Linked DNA regions of Zea mays: region 1 is linked to region 2. Evidence: chromatin contacts called from public Hi-C data. All regions are on one chromosome and are shown on one strand. Each heading gives the region's core, a stretch centred on a gene start, on an enhancer-like site or on the middle of the called end of the contact. The rest is flanking DNA. Distances are from core to core; before and after follow the strand shown.

What was found. Hi-C and Micro-C count contacts between places; a contact is called where the count stands out from the background.
Region 1: a Hi-C map of leaf shows a contact between it and region 2, with 2.9 times the contacts expected there. The contact joins the promoter of LOC100384454 here to the promoter of LOC103645969 in region 2. A contact is called at or near these places in 3 of 25 Hi-C or Micro-C datasets (ear and leaf).

Annotation. Positions count from the first base shown.
Region 1 is chr2:12,074,968-12,077,682 of Zm-B73-REFERENCE-NAM-5.0, forward strand. It overlaps LOC100384454 (Methionyl-tRNA synthetase), which reads left to right and starts at 1,312. Exons shown (of 1, transcript NM_001328133.1): 1 at 1,312-2,336. The coding sequence starts at 1,519. The coding sequence ends at 1,746.
Region 2 is chr2:11,935,217-11,938,239 of Zm-B73-REFERENCE-NAM-5.0, forward strand. It overlaps LOC103645969 (putative DNA ligase 4), which reads right to left and starts at 1,593. Exons shown (of 28, transcript XM_020548145.2): 1 at 1,435-1,593; 2 at 955-1,344; 3 at 335-426; 4 at 182-267; 5 at 1-79. The coding sequence starts at 1,293.

The DNA of each region.
Region 1 (2,715 bases), core at 62-2,561, 140 kb after region 2:
CACGGTGCATGACACGTATAATCTACCTTCGCGCGCGCTCAGCTCGTCGATCGGGCAGCCACAAGCTGTAAACCGCCCATTGCATCTTCAGAAATCAAAAGAGCACGCGCATATGGTTTAATTGAACGGCGTCTATATATCAAATGTTTACGTCGTATTATCGTCCAGGTCAAGAAAATCAAGTGGCAATAATATATATGCACCATCTAATTGACGTGTGCTAGCTATTCGTATTTGTTTTAACCTTAGGCCGTACAATTATTAACTGCATGGCACACGCTGCCTGGTTGTATATATTAAACTACCATGCATGCATGCGAGATTCAAATGCTAGAACGTTTCAAACTGAGTATAGGATGACACTGATTTCCTAGCTAGCTAGGTGCCTAGGGCAGGGGTGAGGAATCCGTCGGCTAGCAAACTCTGCCTTCTGACATCACAAGACTGTTAATTAAACATATCGCGGAGAAAACTTTGTCAAATCAAGCGTTTTCAGAGGGCCAGAAAATGGATATCCGTTTGCTTACACGTGAATGCATAAGACTATACGTGGAAAACTAGAACTGCTTAATTAGAAAAAAAATTGAAATGCTAACCTTAGTTTGGTCTACTAGACAAAAAAAAAATGGAATAGCGACATTTTTTTGCATTACTTTTTCAACGCATGGTTGTTTGCTCTTAACCCAACGTGATGGCGGCCTCCTGTCATATATTTATCTATACGTGGAATAACCTCTGTCATACTGTAGCGATACATATATTTATCTACAGCAATCTAATATAAACGGCCTTCATCAAGCACGCCAAACTTTCCCTAAACGTAGGGTACGAATATATGTCACAAAGGCCCTCGTGCATACACGCCTGTTTATATATCATCAAATATCAAAGATATTTAGCAGTCTGGCTGCTGGTGCGCACACGCCTCAGCTGTCACCCTGGATGGATTGATCAAATTCGGTTGCGGTTGCAGATATTGCCGGATACGGAAAGACGTCTCCCCCCGAGGTGTTGACAAACGGAAGCAACGAACCCAACGGCAACAGGGCCCTCTCAACACCTCCACGGCCGGCGTGTCCCGTGACACTGCCGCGATGCTGCAGACGGCAGACCTGCAGTGCACGCGCACCACACCAGGCGAAAACCCAATCGATCGAGTGCGTCGACCAAGACAGCAACGACAACTAGCGCGCGCGCGCGCGGCTGCTTTCTTTGCCTCTGCGTTGCGCCCTCGGCAGGCTCGGCTCTCGCTCGCGCTCTCGGCCTCTATATATACGTACGGCCAATCGAGCGCCGGCCACACCCAGAAATCCAGAACCCCAGTTCGGTTCCCCCATATCTAGCGGTCGACGCTCCGCCATCCTTCTCCAGGACTGCCAAGCCAACCAGCAAGTCGATCTTCTTCTTCGGCTCTTCCTCTGCTGACATCGCTCGCTCGGTTTCTTGTTGGATCGTCGAGCCCGGCCGGAGAGCAGAGGCAGCTAACTGACAGCAGCGCGCGCGCAGAGGAGAAGCGAAATGGCGGCGGCGACGATGGGCGTGGTGCGGGTGCTGTGCGGCGCGGAGAAGGAGCGGGTGGTGGGCGCGCACAAGGCGCCCGGGGCGTGCCCGCGCTGCGGCGGGGCCGTGGTGGCCGTCGACGTGGAGAGCGAGCGGCGCGTCCTCGGCCTGCCGCTGTGCCTCAAGAGCAAGCGCAAGTACTCCTGCACCCGCTGCCTCCGCCGACTCGTCACCCTCTGCGGCTGAAGGATCGGACGAGGCACACACCCTCTTGTTGCCAGCGCCAGGCCGCCAGCCGGCCGGTTGTCGCCGATGAAGCAGCTCCGATGGCTCGAGAGCTCGTCATTTGACAAGTTAATGATCCGCTTCAGTTTCTTGACTAAGGGTGCCCGTCAATGTCCTGCGCGGTATGGCCAGCGTGTTCCTCCTAATCAGTGGCGGACCTAAGTCCAGACAATCCTGGGCTCTTGCCCAGGCTCCTATTCCTGCTGCTTCAACGATGTCTCTCTGCTTCAACAAGCTAGCTAATCGGTGCTTCTAGCTAGTTCCCTGTAATAATGTAAATGATAGTACGTACTCCCTCCGTTTTTTTTTATTAGTCGCTGGATAGTGTAATTTTGTACTATCCAGCGACTAATAAAAAGAAACGGAGAGAGTAATTATCAGGGCTCGTAGTCGTATGGCGACCGGCACCGGCGGTCAGCAGAGGCGGCGAGCCGGCAACCATGCGAAAAAGAGGCCGCTCGCTGCGGCCGTCACCATCTTTGCTTGGAAATAGTGTAGTAAAACTATTCATAGTACTGTAGTAAAGAGAGTGTAACTTTCTGTTGGTGCTCTGCCGATTTGTGTGGTCACTCATCGTCGACCAGAGCCTCGTACACCTGACAACACATATGTTTCCTATTAATAGATCACATTCTTGGATTTCTGGTGGAGACAATTTTTTTTAAAAAAAATTCGTAGGGGTTAGCCTTCGGCATTATTGAAATGGTCATTCATGCAATTTTCGACAGCCTTGAATTTCTAGGGGAGACCATTTCTTGGTCAAAAATCTGTAGGTGTTAGCCTTCAGTATTATTGAAAATGTTCGTTCATGCTATTGTCGACAAAAATGGGGGTTGTGTGGCCATTGATCATCGACTAGGGGCTCGTACACCTCACCCCACATATGTTTGCTTGCCATAGATTGCGTCCTTGGATTTTTTATGGAGACCA
Region 2 (3,023 bases), core at 343-2,842:
CAAGTGACATTGAACAAGTCTTGCGCATCAGGATGAAATTCTTCGAATATGCTCTTCTCGCTTATCCCTAATTTCAAATCTACAGCAAAATATGCCAAAAAACAAAAGCAAATAAAAACACTGCAATTGCAGCAAAGCATAAAAGAGCACACCAAATAAGAAATGGGCACACGTATCACACCTTTAAGAATTATCATCAGAAGCCACTTCATTTCAAGGGCATTGGTTTTCTTGATCAGATTGGAAAGTATTAAAGCCTTCTCAGACCTATCAAGATGAAAAGGAACTCCTGACAGTTCTATCATAGACAAATTCAAATAGCTGCTGCAGCTACCTGTTCTCAGTTGTAGCTAGACGATCAAGTGCATCATTGACCTCCTTTATCGTCAATCCGCCAGAAGTTATACCTTGCCTCCGTTGCAAGATCTAGGTGGCAATCAATATATAACTTAGGTAAGTAGTTGCTGACGAACCACAACAACTAAGATGGCACACTAATCAAGCAATCTACATATAATCATTCTGAACTGAACCAAACTTTTCAACTACATATTAAACTCATGCAATCATGTAAAACCAAATAAAGATCAAGACAGCTTCGGAATTTTTAAGCAGGGAGGATTATTGGCACATGGTGTGCACCAAATACGAAGATTTCTTGACACAATGTCAATGATAAAGGCTGACTCGCTGAGCATGAACCTATGGACATGTAGCAACTGAACTAATACTCAGTGGCTAGAGCTTATGCTGCTTTCCGAATTCACACACTTACTACGTTGAAACCAACCTAAAACTAAGCTAAACAAATGCTCGCAGGTTCACATTAGCAACTGAACAAATTTCATACTGTTGTCTGACAAGGGCGAGATAGCAAGGCATAATTAGTTAACTGCAGAGAATGTGAGGTTGAGGACTTGCAAGTGCTATTGAAGAACTGCCAGCATAAAATACCTCAGCGGCCACAAGCGAAAAGTTGCCGGCGTTGCGGCCACCCCCACCGCGGCGCCAGTTGGTGAGCCGGACGGCGTCGGTAGAGTCCTTGGCGATGCCAAGGGCGTCCACAAGCACGGCGGCGAGGGCCGCCTCCTTGAGACCGTAGGAGCCGCGCTCACGGTCGAGCCCCGGCAGCACGAGGCGGAGCGCGCTGAAGTAGTCATCCCTACCGCCACAGGGCACGTAGGCGCGGTCGAGGAACGCGCGCAGGCGGCCGCGCTTCTTCGCCGAACTCTTGTCGCCCGACATGGCCTGGAACATCGCCACCAGTAGGCCGAACCGCACCTTCGCCGCCATTACCGGCGGTGGGACAGCAGGGGCCCAAGGTCAAAACGAAAATGCAATTTCCTTTCAGAAAGGAAAAAAATGAAAGGTGTCAAAACAAATGAATATTTGGAAAATAAATAGGATTCATAGCAGTCACCTCACTTCTCCTACCTGTTGCCCTCAAGCGCTCCCTCGCCTCCCCGGAGTACCCTGGCCTAGTGGCCTGGCCGCAGGCTTCTCTGGCTCCGGCGCTTGTCTCTTCCCTGCCGGCTGCGTGCTCGAGTTCGAGAGGGACGACCGGACAAGGATCGAGGAGGCACTTGGACTTGGGAGTACGGACCGAGCGAGGACAACAGAACAATTTGGGCCTCTAGGATTTAGATGGGCCAGTTTGAAGAACGTCAAGTGGGCTGGTTTGCTGGCCTCTGGATGAGAATGAGATCGGAAGATTGCGATGATGACCACTGTAAAGAAAAGGGGAAACCATTCTACCTCTCAGGCAGTCGGGCTTGATTTTCCTCCCCAAACTCTAAAATCAAATATTTTCACTATTATATATATTATAAAAAGAGACAGAACTTAAAATATTTGTTACACCAAAAAAATTATACCCACCTATATCTGGATCGTTGAATGATTTTTTTTGTTTAGATCTAGAGATTAAAAACAAAATTGTTATGAGCCACTCTTACAATATTACGTTTACTCGTTTAGGCGTTCCTGTAGTTGAAAAACATCCGAAGCCAGACTTCGTCGGTAATTTTTTTTAGATATAATTACGATTATACTCCTCTCTGACTTTGCAATTATGATCTTAACTTTCTTTTTTTTTATTTTGTGATTGTGCCTCTCTGTTTTGAGAATGAAGCTGTTGTTTATCCCTCCCTTATACTTTTCTCTCACCTTGCAATATGATTATACTCCTCGTTTTTCTTTTTTAATCACTAATTCTCATTTTCACTAACAGTGTTAAGGGAGAGGCAAACGACTTCGGTTTCAAAATAGAGGTAAAATCACAATTGAATGCCGGATAAAGGTATAATCACAATTGCCCTTTTTTTACCCACTCCCAACATACCCACTCGCCTAATCAGCAATCCCCCCTCTGAGGCTGGTGCCAATGCAGGCTATAGTGAGGACGATAGCGCCCAGCAGGAGGCGAGAGCGGGGCTGGAGGCGGGCGAGAGCGACCCGGCGGGCGCTACTGCCACCGCCCGGCGATAGGCAGGCGAGAGCGGGGCGACGCGTTGGTGATGGTGTCTTCGCGGGCGAGAGCGAGGGGCGACAGTGAGGTGGCGGCTTCTGATTGGTCCACGTGTGCTATAGCCTGAGGTTGTAGCCTGCTGTAGCCTGTGCACTGGAGCAGCAGGGGCGAGAGTGGAGGCGAGAGCTGACGTGGCAGGGGCGAGAGAGAGGCTGTGCACTGGACTCAGCCTGACCGTCTCGCACCTCGATCCTCTTCTTGGAGCCACCAAAACCTTGCCACCTCCTCCAAACGACCTCCACATTGGTAGTCGTGAAGCATGGGGGCATGAAGATGGCTGGAGGCCGGTGTTGTCCTCAAGCAACAATATCCTCTACAATAATGTCGGGGACCATAATTAGGGGTACCCTCAAGACGCCTAATTCTCAGCTGGTAACCCCCATCAGCATAAAGCTGCAAAGGCCTGATGGGTACGATTAAGTCAGGGATCAGTCCACACGAGTGACTCGATCACGCTTCACCCGAGCCTAGCCTCGGCCAAGGGCAGCCGACCTCG